Linked DNA regions of Mus musculus: all the other regions are linked to region 1. The links are chromatin contacts, called in public HiCAR-type and promoter capture Hi-C maps. All regions are on one chromosome and are shown on one strand. Each heading gives the region's core, a stretch centred on a gene start, on an enhancer-like site or on the middle of the called end of the contact. The rest is flanking DNA. Distances are from core to core; before and after follow the strand shown. Region 1 holds the start of Tmtc3 (transmembrane and tetratricopeptide repeat containing 3). Region 2 holds the start of Dusp6 (dual specificity phosphatase 6). Region 3 overlaps Poc1b (POC1 centriolar protein B).

The links. Promoter capture Hi-C pulls out the DNA fragments that hold promoters and counts their contacts. HiCAR-type assays count read pairs that join an accessible place to other places.
Region 2: a HiCAR-type map of astrocytes shows a contact between it and region 1, with 5 times the contacts expected there. The contact joins the promoter of Dusp6 here to the promoter of Tmtc3 in region 1. A contact is called at or near these places in 7 of 39 promoter capture datasets (the 3T3-L1 cell line, the C10 cell line, cranial neural crest and 4 more), 3 of 484 Hi-C or Micro-C datasets (cardiomyocytes, cortical neurons and muscle stem cells), 10 of 115 datasets of contacts at active chromatin or transcription factors (T-cell acute lymphoblastic leukemia, acute myeloid leukemia, astrocytes and 7 more) and 3 of 9 other capture datasets (adipose tissue, embryonic stem cells and pancreatic islet).
Region 3: a contact with region 1 is called in a promoter capture Hi-C map of hippocampal neurons, with 6 times the contacts expected there. The contact joins the enhancer-like site here to the promoter of Tmtc3 in region 1. A contact is called at or near these places in 8 of 39 promoter capture datasets (3T3-L1-derived adipocytes, the C10 cell line, cranial neural crest and 3 more), 4 of 484 Hi-C or Micro-C datasets (the G1E-ER4 cell line, cranial neural crest, nephron progenitors and 1 more) and 3 of 115 datasets of contacts at active chromatin or transcription factors (astrocytes, large pre-B cells and stem cell-derived neural progenitor cells).

Annotation. Positions count from the first base shown.
Region 1 is chr10:100,484,659-100,488,966 of GRCm38.p6, forward strand. It overlaps Tmtc3 (transmembrane and tetratricopeptide repeat containing 3), which reads right to left and starts at 2,689. Exons shown (of 14, transcript NM_001110013.1): 1 at 2,504-2,689. Cep290 (centrosomal protein 290) reads left to right here and starts at 2,924. Exons shown (of 54, transcript NM_146009.3): 1 at 2,924-3,094; 2 at 3,621-3,750; 3 at 3,904-3,981. The coding sequence starts at 3,649.
Region 2 is chr10:99,260,814-99,265,206 of GRCm38.p6, forward strand. Dusp6 (dual specificity phosphatase 6) reads left to right here and starts at 2,418. Exons shown (of 3, transcript NM_026268.3): 1 at 2,418-3,278; 2 at 3,731-4,168. The coding sequence starts at 2,879.
Region 3 is chr10:99,169,083-99,173,480 of GRCm38.p6, forward strand. All of the region lies in intron 10 of Poc1b (POC1 centriolar protein B), which reads left to right. Among named protein-coding and RNA genes, the nearest start is that of Gm34574, 61 kb to the right of the region's middle. Within about 2 kb of position 2,994, at least 212 of the 459 cell types and tissues checked have an H3K27ac peak or open chromatin away from gene starts, as enhancers often do. A contact at or near this core is called in astrocytes, hippocampal neurons, liver and 3 more, where this site is marked.

The DNA of each region.
Region 1 (4,308 bases), core at 1,439-3,938:
CTTTCTTTCTTTCTTTCTTTCTTTCTTTCTTTCTTTCTTTCTTTCTTTCTTTCTTTCTTTTTTTTTTTTTTTTTTTGGTTTTTCTAGACAGGGTTTCTCTGTATAGCCCTGGCTGTCCTGGAACTCAGTTTGTAGACCAGGCTGGCCTTGAACTCAGCAATCCGCCTGCCTCTGCCTCCCAAGTGCTGGGATTAAAGGCCTGCGCCACCACCGCCCGGCTTACTAAGTGCTTCTTGGGTTAACAATCTAATGATACACTTTCGGAAAGACAAAGCTATTGGACAAAGCTATGACTCAGGGGGATCTTTAATTAAGGGAAGTCTATCCTGTGCTGCTTCCTGGGAAAACAAGTCATTTAGACCTTCTCTATAACTTCCTCTATTTAATATTACCTTTAGTGTACAGACCGTTTGAATGGGACGTCTGCATTCAGGCTGAATCAGACTTCTCCGTCCAGTCTCCTCATGCTAAAGAGAAACAAGTATCTGCTTGTTATGCATACATTCCTTTACCCGAACATGAAGGTCCTTTGAAAAATAAAATCTTGATAAACACCTTTACTCTATACCTCAGTTAATACACTTCTTATGGTCATGCAACATTTTAAACATTAGAGCAGTATGATTCTCAGGAAATCAGCAAAGGACAGGTAATGAATTTAAGTCCATTGGTACAGAGAACAGAGGTAACAATTACAAGAGGCAGGGCTTTGTCACAAAGTGATTTGGGTTAGATAAAGCTCTTCATACAAGCCCAGGCTAGATAGAACACAGGTCCAGGCAAGTGCTCCAGCAACAAGGCTATTGATAGAACTGTCACATACAAACCAGCTCTTGGAAAAATTTGAAAAATGGAGAAATTCTGAAGAAAAATTATCTTAGCCATTTGAAAATTATATAGCAACCTGCAGAACCAGAACTTCAGTTAAATGCCCTGACTCACAGGTAAGTGCAATATAAAAACCTGGATCATAATATAATTTGTTTCCTGCAGTATTCTTATACCAAGAAAAGCGTATTAGCTCAAAAATACCGTTAAGTTACAGAATGGAATTTAATAAAGAATATACTTAAGTTGTTACTTTCACTGAGATATACAATCCTAGCTTCATCAGTTACTAATAAATGACTTTGAACTTCTCCCTTCTGAAGAGAATACAATTTATTACTTGAAGATATTACGAACATGAAGAGAAACAGGGGTGGAGAGACCAATAAAATGACACAAAAATAGTAAATGAGTAATAGAAAATATGTATTAAAATCATACAAAAAAATCAAGGTATTGTGATTAAAAACAGCAAATTCTTAAGGTAGTATACTAGTGAACATATTACATGTGTTTAATAAATACTAGTCTCATTTCTTAGTACTACTGACAAAATGAACAGGAAAAATAATTCAAACTCTTGAGTAAATGAAGCCATAAAATTAAATGTGCAAAACACAAGTAAAGCTTAGTATTAACGTTTAAAAGAGAAACTGGGAAGTGCAACTATATCACGCATTTCACAAACATTAGCTTGTAGAATGAATGATTGTGTTCATCACATTAAATAAGAAAACAGCGTTTAACCTCTCCGAGCTTCAATCTCTTAGATGGACAATGCGGATAATACTGCTGTATCTCCACAAAGAATAATTCCAAAACTAAACAGTATTTAGAAATAAAGCAAACACTGCAATCAGGCCTACAAATCTGAAGAACGTCTTTAAAATTTGTTTCAAATACCATTTTTTTGTGCTATTTGTTTTTCTCAACCGCAGAAATCTTTTCAAAAGAAAAATGTAACTGTCTACATTTTTCTTTTAATTACTTAATATCTATTATGTATGATATGTATAAGTACCTTATATATCTATCCACGTATACATACATACATACATTCATACATATATACGAGACGCACTCTTTCAAATAGATGCTTACAGCTCCTAAAGTTACCTGCTGGTGTAGAATAGCTGTGCATTTGGCAACAGTTCCCTGAGTAAGAAGATTAACATCTGAGAAGGAGAAGGCACTTTCCCCCAAGAACTCCCTTGGTACCCAGCAAATGACAGCAAAATGCCATCGCTTGGCATGGCCCTCCTCCCTCCCTCCAGCCCGGCTTAAGAGCCTTGGGCGCACTAAGGCTCCTCTTTCCTTGGCCTTCACTCCACTCTTATTAACCTAATAAGCACTACAATCCGCAAGCTGCTGCAGGAGGCTGCCCCATCTTGACGCTCCTTCTTCACTCAACCAGAGCGTGAACTCAGGGGGTGCGGTGGGGGTGGGGGCGCTCCACTTTCCCAGACACCAAGGAGGCTGGAAACTTTTATTGACTCCCCTCTTAGGGAAGCCACTAACTGGGAGCCCCTCGCACCTACCTGAGTAGCCGGAGGACTCTTTCCCAAACCTCTGCAAGATCCGCCAGCCCTTCGGCAGCCCCAAGCTAGCGCTTCCCTAAAAACGCAAAGGTTCCCTGAGCTACTCCTGGCTGTGGGTTGACACGCCCCGACCTCACCTGAGGGCGGCTCCGCCAGGAGACGGTTCAGGAAAGCTTCTGGGATGGTGGACCGGAGAAGGACTCCGCAGAAAACACAGTCATAGCCTGCCACGCTCGGACTCCGGGGCGGCCGCACCTTAGCAGCCGCTCCTCCCGCCTCCCGAGCCTTCCCCCAGCTCTTCCAGGGCGGCCGCAGACTCCCGCATTGCACGCCGGGAACGCGCCGCTCTTCCCAAAAACTTCCAATCCCAGGATGCACAGCCGCGACGCCGAACTGCACTCTGGGACGTAGAGTCCTCATCTCACGGCTCTCCCTCATCCACAGTAAGGAGGGCTTGGAGGGGAAATAGAGCCGTAAAGCTTTTTCCAGGGTCGTGAAATGTAGTCTTCCCAGGTATCCCGGGGCCTAGTTCCGGTCTTGGCAGGCTGGGGGGCGGGGAGTGGTGTCGCCTAGCAGCCGGCGCCGCTTCGGCTCGGTCGGGAAGAGTTGGCGGGAGCAGCCTGAGTGCGCGAGGACCGCTCTGGGAAGCGTGAGGCCGGGGCGGTGGCCGAACCCGGAGGTGGTCGCTGTAGATGAGTGACTGCTGCTGGTGGCAGGTCTTGGTTTCGGTGGGTGGATCCTCGTGAGCCGGAGCCGCTTAGTGTCGTTCACAGGATCGTAATCCCGAGGGACAGGGTGCAGCCCTACCTATCCAGACCTCTGTCGCTCTTGTCTGCAGTGTCGTCTCGGCCTCCCTGATTGAGCTTGATTCCGCAAACACTTCATTTAGCTCAGTCTTTTTATCTACTTTAAAAATCCTCTGGTCCCCTTTCCTCAGAAGGTTTTCAAAAACTTCCAAACATCTTGGGAGTTGGTACCATCATTGATGGTAGGGGACTTGGAAAAGGGGCCTCGGGGTTTTAGCTCCGAATTCGTCTTAGCAAGAAAATAATAATTTAGCGTGTACATTATCGTATAGCCTGTGTCAGGGGAACTAATTTTCGTCGAGGCTGTTTGCCTCTGCATCTGTTTTGCAGTTCAGGAGCCATAGCTCTTAGCCAGCACCTAGAGAGTTAAGTAAGACCGCTCATGATCATGTAAACACTGCAAGGCCATTTTCCTTGAAAATGCTAAAATCCACCTGCTTCTTTGTAGAGGCTGAGAGACAGTGAAAGAATTCAAGATGCCACCTAATATAAAGTGGAAAGAATTAATCAAAGTTGATCCAGATGACCTGCCACGGCAAGAAGAGTTAGCAGATAAATTATTGATATCTTTATCCAAGGTACTTAATAAATGATTTGTACACAGAGCCTGATGTACAATGTCATGAATTGAAATTGCTTCTTGAAATCATTGAATGCTATAACTGGAAGAGTGCTTGTATTTAATGTGCAGGGTATGAAATAGTCCATTTTTTGTGTGTTTGTTTCCTTAGGTGGAAGTAAATGAACTAAAAAATGAAGACCAAGAAAACATGATACATCTATTCAGAATTACCCAGTCTCTAATGAAGGTTTGTAGGAAAGAGTGTGTAGGAAAAGAAATATTTTTTAGGAGAAACATAAAGAGTCATAAAGAATCATATGGTCAAATAAAATACAAAATCTCTCCCCTATAAGCTATACATGAAATGATAAGAGGATTCTAGATTCTTCATAAATAAATACTGAGAAAGAATATGTATTCTTTACATTAAGGTAAAAGCATATAGAAAAATATTTGGGGCCAGTAATTTGGGATATACTGTTCAAGAGTTTGAGAGTATATTTTGGTTATCAGCATTTTAGAAGGGAATAAAGGTTTTTAAATCATACTTGGTAAAGAAATGTACTTATGAAGG
Region 2 (4,393 bases), core at 1,168-3,667, 1.2 Mb before region 1:
ATAAGCATATCAGCTAACGGGCATGACATTCCCACACATGGTGCCCACTTAATATTACAAAGACCCTGTAAAATACAAGAAAGATGACAAGGAGAAAAAACTGTAACTGGATATAGTTAGATCGAAAGGTCAAATTTCCTGAAGGAAGTGGGAAAAAATTCAGACTCAGAAACATAGGTACAAATGCTTAGAGCTCTCCACCAGTGTGCAAAGATATTATTATCAACCTCCCAACTGTCTGGTGCTTCACTTCAAATTTTGGTAAAGAAAAACCCAACCTGCTTCCCTCTTCTGTTTGGAGGTTGAGGCTTGTCCTTCACGTTTCCGCGGAGCACCCCACTTCCCTCCTCCTAACCATTGGTCCCACAGACTGAAATGTCTCAGGGTGGGAAAACCTGTAACAGATGGGGAAGGATCTGGGGGCGTCAGCTGCAGCACAGGCCTACCCCAGCGGGAGTTGGAAGCTAGCCAATGAAATATGGGCGTTTTGTTCCCAGTGCTGCCCAAAAAAGGCGCGGAGAGAGGTTGGAGGCAACCCCCATTTTCATCAAAACGCTCCTTCTGGGGCGCCTGCCTGCGGGAGGGCTCCAAAATTGGCTACTTGGACCTCCAAGTCGCCCTGTTTTAGCCCACATTTCCCAAACCCCGGAAGAGGCGGGTGATTAAAAATGCAAATTGCTTTGCGGGCGACAGTAGGTAGGACCCGGCTGCGAGGCGCTGGGCTGGGGAGATCCCGTGACCTTAGACGCCCTCCGCGCCCCGGATTCGGGAAGGGCCGCAGCCGGCGCTTCCGCCTCCCGGTCGCGGCCGGACAAAGCCCAGCTCCTTTCCCTGGGACCCGAGGGGCTGACCGGATCGGGACGCGCGCCTTCCGCAGGGCCCGCCGTCGCCGCACACAGGTGGTTTTCCGTCCGGGAGGGGCGGCCTCTGCACTTTTATATAACAATAGAACCGAGCGCGCCGGGGATGCGCTCTTGTCGCCGTCGCGGCCCCCGCCGGCCACGCCTCCATCCGGCTCCGGTGCCGCCTCCGTCCTGAGTTGCCTGCGGGTGGTGCCCATGAGACTTCCCAACCCTAACTCTGGAACCATGGGGTCCAGACAGGGACACCTCTGGCTCCTTTTCCGCTCCAGGTCTCTCACTAGGCGACGGTTCCGCGACGGCCTTACAAGCGATCACGGGGTCGTCGCGTGTCCTGCCCCCCCCCCCCCATCCCCCAGAGCAGCAATGCTGCGGCCAAAGCGCAGCGCGCAAGCGCGTTTGGAGCTGCTAGCGTGCTCCTTGCGGGGCCCGGGGACCGCTGCAGCCTAGAAAGGATAGGGGACCGGCCTCTGTCCACAACCGCCACTGTTTACGCTTGAGTTCCCGCAGGCTTGCAGGTCTCCGGGGTGCAGGAAACGTTGGTGAGGCCTGTCGTCCCAGGCACCTAACCTAGGCTGCCTTGCCAGACCGGTTCCTCTTAGAAACCAAACTCTGCTCTTGGCTCCAGATCGTTAAAGGAGCTCGACTCCCCAGGCTCGATGGGTGACCGGTGATGGTGGTGGGGAGCAAGATCTCCGGAACAATGGCTCAGAATGCCCCCACTTCACCGGAGCAGAAGAAAAGTGCAGGGATAGCTGACAAGGTTTTGGGTGCTTACACCACCCGCCCCCCCCCCTCCGCTGCCGCCAAGAAAGTTGAGAAAGCCCGGGGTTGGGGCGCTTCTGGTTTTCTGGACAACCAAACGCTTGTTTGCTTAGTTGCTTTAAAATGTTTCAACAAAACACTAGTTTGTTTCTAGAGATGTTGGATTAGCATTTAACACTTCGTTGGGTCGCTAAAGCCCAGGCAGTCCACCAGTCCCAACACAGCCTCGCCTAAAAGGACATTAGAACAAACAGAACTAGACTTTTAAAAGAGCCAAACAAATGCCACACACGATCTAAAGGAGGACCGGGTTGGGGGTGGGGGAGCAGGGGCGGCGCTATGGCGGGCTTGGATCTAGCGTTAAAGAGAATTAAAAAGGGGGAAAACCCCTCAAGTTTTATTAAGGCTAACTTAAGATTGTAAGCGTCGCGAATAAGGGCTTTTGTGCTTGCTAATTGCACTACTGGTGCGCAAGAGTTAGACGCGAAGTGTGAACTCTAAACAGAAGGAAACACGAGACAACTTTAGTGCCCTGGTTTATGTGCCCTGCTCCTCCTCCACCGCCGCCTCCTCTTCTTTCTCCTTCCTCCCGCCGAGCCCGCAGTTGCAGCTTGTTTGCACTGGGGCTTATCCGGAGCGGAAATTCCTTTCCGTTTTTGTGAATGACAAACTCATTAACAATTCATCAACACAACCTGTTCCAGCCGGCCCGTCCCCACGGCAACAGCCCCTTCCGCAGCGCGCTCATTGGCTGACCGAGAGAATGTATCCATTGAGACGCTGGCTGTTTGTATCCATTGAGGAGCTGCCTCGCACAGGGGGTGTGCTCTCGCGGAGTCCTAGGGACTGTGAGCAAACCCAGTCTTGAATAATCCGGCGAGAAACACCGGGTTGGATCCGAGGTGCAGCCTCAGAGGGAAGGATTAAGAGCCGCTAGACTTTTTTTCTTTTCCCTTTTTCTCCTCTCAGTGGCACGGAGTCCGAATTAATTGGATTTCATTCACTGGGTAGGAACAAAACTGGGCACCTTCATTCAGAGAGAGAGATTCATTGACTCGGAGAGTGATCTGGTGCAGAGGGACCACCGACTTGACTTCTGTGTCGCTTTCCCTAACCGCTAGCCTCGGCTTGGGAAAGGCGAGGCGGAATCAAACCCCGCTCCGAGAGCGGGAGCTTCGCGCAGCGTGCTCGGCCTATGCCTGCCTCGAGGGGCGTCTGCTAGGCACCCCGCCTTCTCCTGCAGCTCGACCCCCATGATAGATACGCTCAGACCCGTGCCCTTCGCGTCGGAAATGGCGATCTGCAAGACGGTGTCGTGGCTCAACGAGCAGCTGGAGCTGGGCAACGAACGGCTTCTGCTGATGGACTGCCGACCACAGGAGCTGTACGAGTCGTCACACATCGAATCTGCCATTAATGTGGCCATCCCCGGCATCATGCTGCGGCGTCTGCAGAAGGGCAACCTGCCCGTGCGTGCGCTCTTCACGCGCTGCGAGGACCGGGACCGCTTTACCAGGCGCTGCGGCACCGACACCGTGGTGCTGTACGACGAGAATAGCAGCGACTGGAATGAGAACACTGGTGGAGAGTCGGTCCTCGGGCTGCTGCTCAAGAAACTCAAAGACGAGGGCTGCCGGGCGTTCTACCTGGAAGGTATGTTGTGCGCCCCGGGTGCAGGGCTCCGGGCTGGGACTGCAGGCTGGGGAAAATGTTAGCGAGGTAGCGATCGCCGCTTGCATTGCGCTTAGGGGAGCTAGCTGGGCCACCGTGGTAGCTTCTCCTTCAAGGGTTAATCAGGCACCTTTCTTTGGGTAGGTGTAGGATTAAGGTTCACAAGAGCTGGAAACGTAGTTCAGGGTGCAGCTTGGCACCTCGCAGCTCCTCGAAATATTAAGAAAAGTAATCTTGTGCATTTCCAGATTCAGGAGAATAAGTGTTCCCAGGGTAAGCAGCGGGTAGTGTTCCTAAAGGTGCGCATTGAAGCGTGCTTCTACCACTGCCGGGGGTTCCTAGGGTGCCTGTCCATAGTGTTCTTTGTGCTTCTCACTAGCTGTAAATTACTACAGCTTCTCCGGTTACAAGATTGCTTTTCTTGTTTCTGGCAGGTGGCTTCAGTAAGTTCCAGGCCGAGTTCGCCCTGCACTGCGAGACCAATCTAGACGGCTCGTGCAGCAGCAGTTCCCCGCCTTTGCCAGTGCTGGGGCTCGGGGGCCTGCGGATCAGCTCGGACTCTTCCTCGGACATTGAGTCTGACCTTGACCGAGACCCCAATAGTGCAACGGACTCTGATGGCAGCCCGCTGTCCAACAGCCAGCCTTCCTTCCCGGTGGAGATTTTGCCCTTCCTTTACCTGGGCTGTGCCAAGGACTCGACCAACTTGGACGTGTTGGAAGAGTTTGGCATCAAGTACATCTTGAATGTCACCCCCAATTTGCCCAATCTGTTTGAGAATGCGGGCGAGTTCAAATACAAGCAAATTCCTATCTCGGATCACTGGAGCCAAAACCTGTCCCAGTTTTTCCCTGAGGCCATTTCTTTCATAGGTGAGACTAATTTACAGTCATTCATAGAGTTGAAGATCTTAATCTGTTTTCCTGCAGGCTGTTTTGCTGGACTGCAGGTCTTCTACTGTCTTTAAGAGTGTTAATTCTTGTTTACCTTCTTGCTTAAAGGGAAAACAGGGCCCGTTGACGTAGCAGATCGGGGGACTATTTGAGCCATTTAATTCATACTTTTAAAAGGAGGCTGTTCCAATCAGCCATGTTTTC
Region 3 (4,398 bases), core at 1,744-4,243, 1.3 Mb before region 1:
TGTCCCTCCCGCAATAAGTATTTCTTGAGGAACTGCTCCGTGGTCATTCCCCATTCTCAGCTTTAAAGAAATGAAAAGGAAGCAATAAATTAAAACCTGTCCAGAAAAGTTCAATTCTACATCCCACTCAGAGAAACAGGGAAGTCTCAGTTAAAAACAGAGTCTTTTTAGGATAGTGGATCAAAAACGCTGCAAAAGTGCAGAAAAGCACTCTGGGCAATAGCGAGAGGCTGCAGGAGTGTGGTCAAGACACCTGTCACATGGCAGGTGCCGCCTGAGTAAGTGCCGCAGTGGCACTGGGGGCAAGGACCTAGAAAACTAAGGAACTAATGGACTTCAGGCAGTAGTGGCTTGACACAGGCAGGAGCAAGGGAGGGTCAGAGATGGCAGGCTTCTGAAGATATTTTGAAGGCAGAGCCAAGAGGATTTCCTGACAGATTGGATGTCAGCTGTGGGATTCCCTATCTCCTCTCCCAGGGGACAGTAAGGTGTAGCCTTGCATAATCTCAGGGCAGCTGGGAATATCTTCTGCCTCAACCTCATTTTGACAAAGAGCCAAGGACAGAAAAATAATCATAGTTTTCTTGTCTTAGGTTCTGGAACCAGGGGAAGGAAATTCTCTGCCTTTTCTGTGACTTTGGGGAGTGCCCTGCTAAATGTCATTTAGAGTCACATTTCTCAGCAGAGCACGCTTGGTTTCTCTTTTGCAAAAGATTTTTTACATCAGCCTGTTTGAGGGAAGAGAGCCGTTGCCCACTTTCATGGACCATATGGTACATACTACCTATAAAGCAATGTTGTGTTGACACATCTGCGGACACAGGGAGAGTAGACTTGCAGACAGAATATTTCCACGGGTGTTGTGGCAACAGTACATCCTGGTTACTAGACAACATTGTGTAACTAGTTCAGAGTTATTTCAGTTCCTAACTGCTTATGTAAGCAAAGATTTGGAAGGACTTATTTGAAAGAACACAGTGTCTGCAAATTCAAATGTCCCTCAGCCAAAATGTACAACTTTGACAGCTTTAGATGCACGTGCAGGCTGGAGAGTATGTTAAGAGCACTGGTTTCTCTTCCAAAGTACCCGAGTTCAATTCCCAGCACCCACATTGACCACTAACAACTATCTGTAACTCCCGTTCCAGGGCACCCATCTTCTTCTGCATGCAGCGTAAACGTCCACACAGATAATATAAATAAATAGTTTTAAGAATAATGCAGGAGCGCCCGTAAGTCACGGGGCGCTGGCACCCAGCCTTCCTTCCCTCTCCCTGTACTACGTCCCCAGGCTTACTCACGGCGTCATTTGGAGAAGGTCAGGTTCTCTTTAAGGTTTTTAAACTTTGCTACAGCGAATAAGGCTGCATTTGATTTGTAAGTTTAGCACATATGATTTCTAAAAACCAAATATGTTGTTGGCTTACAGTAAACGGGCAGGTTGGTGTGTTTTCAAGCACTGTTTAGGTGGCTCTGCAGTGTCTGTCTGGGTGGCTCTGCAGTGTCTGTCTGGGTGCTCTGAGGTGTCTGTCTGGGTGGCTCTGAGGTGTCTGTCTGGGTGCTCTGCAGTATCTGTCTGGGTACTCTGCAGTATCTGTCTGGGTACTCTGCAGTATCTGTCTGGGTACTCTGCAGTATCTGTCTGGGTACTCTGCAGTATCTGTCTGGGTACTCTGCAGTATCTGTCTGGGTACTCTGCAGTATCTGTCTGGGTGCTCTGCAGTATCTGTCTGGGTGCTCTGCAGTATCTGTCTGGGTACTCTGCAGTATCTGTCTGGGTACTCTGCAGTATCTGTCTGGGTACTCTGCAGTATCTGTCTGGGTACTCTGCAGTATCTGTCTGGGTACTCTGCAGTATCTGTCTGGGTGTTCTGCAGTATCTGTCTGGGTGCTCTGCAGTATCTGTCTGGGTGTTCTGCAGTATCTGTCTGGGTGTTCTGCAGTATCTGTCTGGGTGCTCTGCAGTATCTGTCTGGGTGCTCTGCAGTATCTGTCTGGGTACTCTGCAGTATCTGTCTGGGTGTTCTGCAGTATCTGTCTGGGTGCTCTGCAGTATCTGTCTGGGTGCTCTGCAGTATCTGTCTGGGTACTCTGCAGTATCTGTCTGGGTGCTCTGCAGTGTCTGTCTGGGTGCTTTTCGGTGTCTGTCTGGGTGCTTTTCGGGGTCTGTCTGGGTGCTCTGAGGTGTCTGTCTGGGTGCTCTGAGGTGTCTGTCTTGCTCCTGTACTGCATCTCCACCTGCCTCCTTCAGGTAGGAAACATGTTTTCTTTTTTCCAGATACAGTCTTTAAAACAGAAGAAACAGAAACGGAGATTTTCCTGATCCCATAGGTCCTTGTCCTTAAAGCACAGCAGCCTCCTGTTAGGGAAACGGCTAAAGCTTCAGTGCGGAACTGGCCCTTCCCCGTCCTCTCTGAAACTGACTTTAAAGCAGCACCAACAGGAATGTTTGGTGTGTTAAAGGAGCATGGCTTCTTTCTCTGCGTGGAGTTCCCATTATCTTTTGTTCAATTTCTCTCTGTGAAGGAAAATGGTGTAGGCCAAGAGCGCCATTTCCCACCTACAGTAATCGACTCTGCAGTAAAAATCATGACAGGAAGTCTAAGTTACATGATTGGGGTGTATTTCCCTCCCCCCTAAAATTGCTAATTTGAGCTTCTTTATTTTTCAAAGTCACAGGGAAGGAAAATTCAATGAATTTACCAAAAACTGTATACAAATCAAATTTTTATAAATTGTCCTTGTTAGCTAGTACTTTGTTCTGTTTCTTTACTTCTGTGACAAGAGAGGTTTCTTTTTCTCTGTTAAATGTATCTTTTAAAACAGGAAACTCTACAAAAGAATTTCTTGTAATATGCAATTGGCTGCCTAACAAAGTAAATAGATGTTGCAAATCCCTTTAGAAAGTGCGCACATTTCTGGGTACTGCGGGTGTGGAAGCTGCAGATCTTATTTCTGCCTCTAACTTCCTGCTGTACTGTGTTTCTAAACTGTGCCTCTGCCCCAGAGACACCACCAGCCTCCTCTCTGGCCGGGAATCCAAGCTGCGTCCCCAGTTCCCACAGCTGAGGCGAAGGCATGCGGAAAATGCCCGCCGTGCTCAGCCCACACATCCAGTGACAACTGGTTCCTTCCTCTTCCTGTGGAAAAGCAACATCCTCTGAGATGAGAGCACATGCACCCTGAGGAATGCAAGGGCAGCAGCGAGCTTTCACACAGGAAATTAATTACTCAGGGGTAGCACTCCGAAAATGCTTGTCTCCTGGAGGATGTCAGCGTGAAGAGCTTCCTGGCCACCCAGAGGAGTTCCGGGCCATCTGCAGGGCTGTGCAATAAAGTGACCTGACTTATTGCCCTCTGTGCATGGTGCCCATTAGAGTTTGAGTTTTGGAGTACTGCTTAGATAGAGGAGTTAGCCCTGATCCTTCTTTGACAATGAGCTCCATGGTGGGAGGGGGTGGCCTGCTAAAGTACACTTTCTGTCTGTCAGTCCTTAGATTCACAGTTAGTGAAATCCCGAGAGATTTACAACCTTATTGTCTTGGCTACTGAGGCCAGCACTAGATCTTGCTTAGTTCTGTCTCTTGTCAGTTCCCTTCTTTTGGGGACAGTCAGACATCACAGAAGATCTCATATGTGACACATACATCCTCAAACACAGATAAAGAACAGTATTGCCGAGCCAGGCAGCCAGTGCAGGACTTAAACTTCAGAATGCTTTGATTGGACTTTTACATTTGACAAATATTTCAGAGTAATTTGATTTCTTTTTTTTTTTTTTTATTCCTATGGCATTTTCGTTTTCTTCCCTTGAGATAACGATAAGACTCCGATTTTATATGTACTTTTAAGCTTTCTCCAAATTATCGCAGTTTTGGGTGGGTTTCTGTGGTTCTGGTAGTACAGTTCTTTACTTGTTTGTGTTAAGTTGAAGAGGAGCTGGAGAAGGAATGTCAGGCATTTCCTCTTCCTCTCCAACATGTCTTTTTAATGAACATTCCTCCTCTCTCCTTGGGAACACAGTGTTTTGCTTCACAGGGTCCCTCTGAATGTCTAGGATCTGAGAGCCAGTCTTTCCCTTTGTTCCCCGGCCTTAGAAAGGTCGTTAGTTAGTCGATGGATTTGCTACCTCATCTTATTTCCAAACTTCTCTCACCTTTAAAGAAAACTTCTAAACCTCTATAGGGAGTTCCTCCTGTTAAAGCGACCATTCCAGCTACTGCTGCTCAGCTAGACCCTAAATGATACATAGTGAGTCACCCTGAAGGATGACCAGGATGTAAATACAAAGGAGTGCTTATCCCAGCAGTGTTTGTAACAAAACCAGCAAGAAAAGAAGATAAAACAAGTGTCCTTTAAAAGGTGTTTGTTACCTAGAAGGGTAGTATGTCAGTCGAT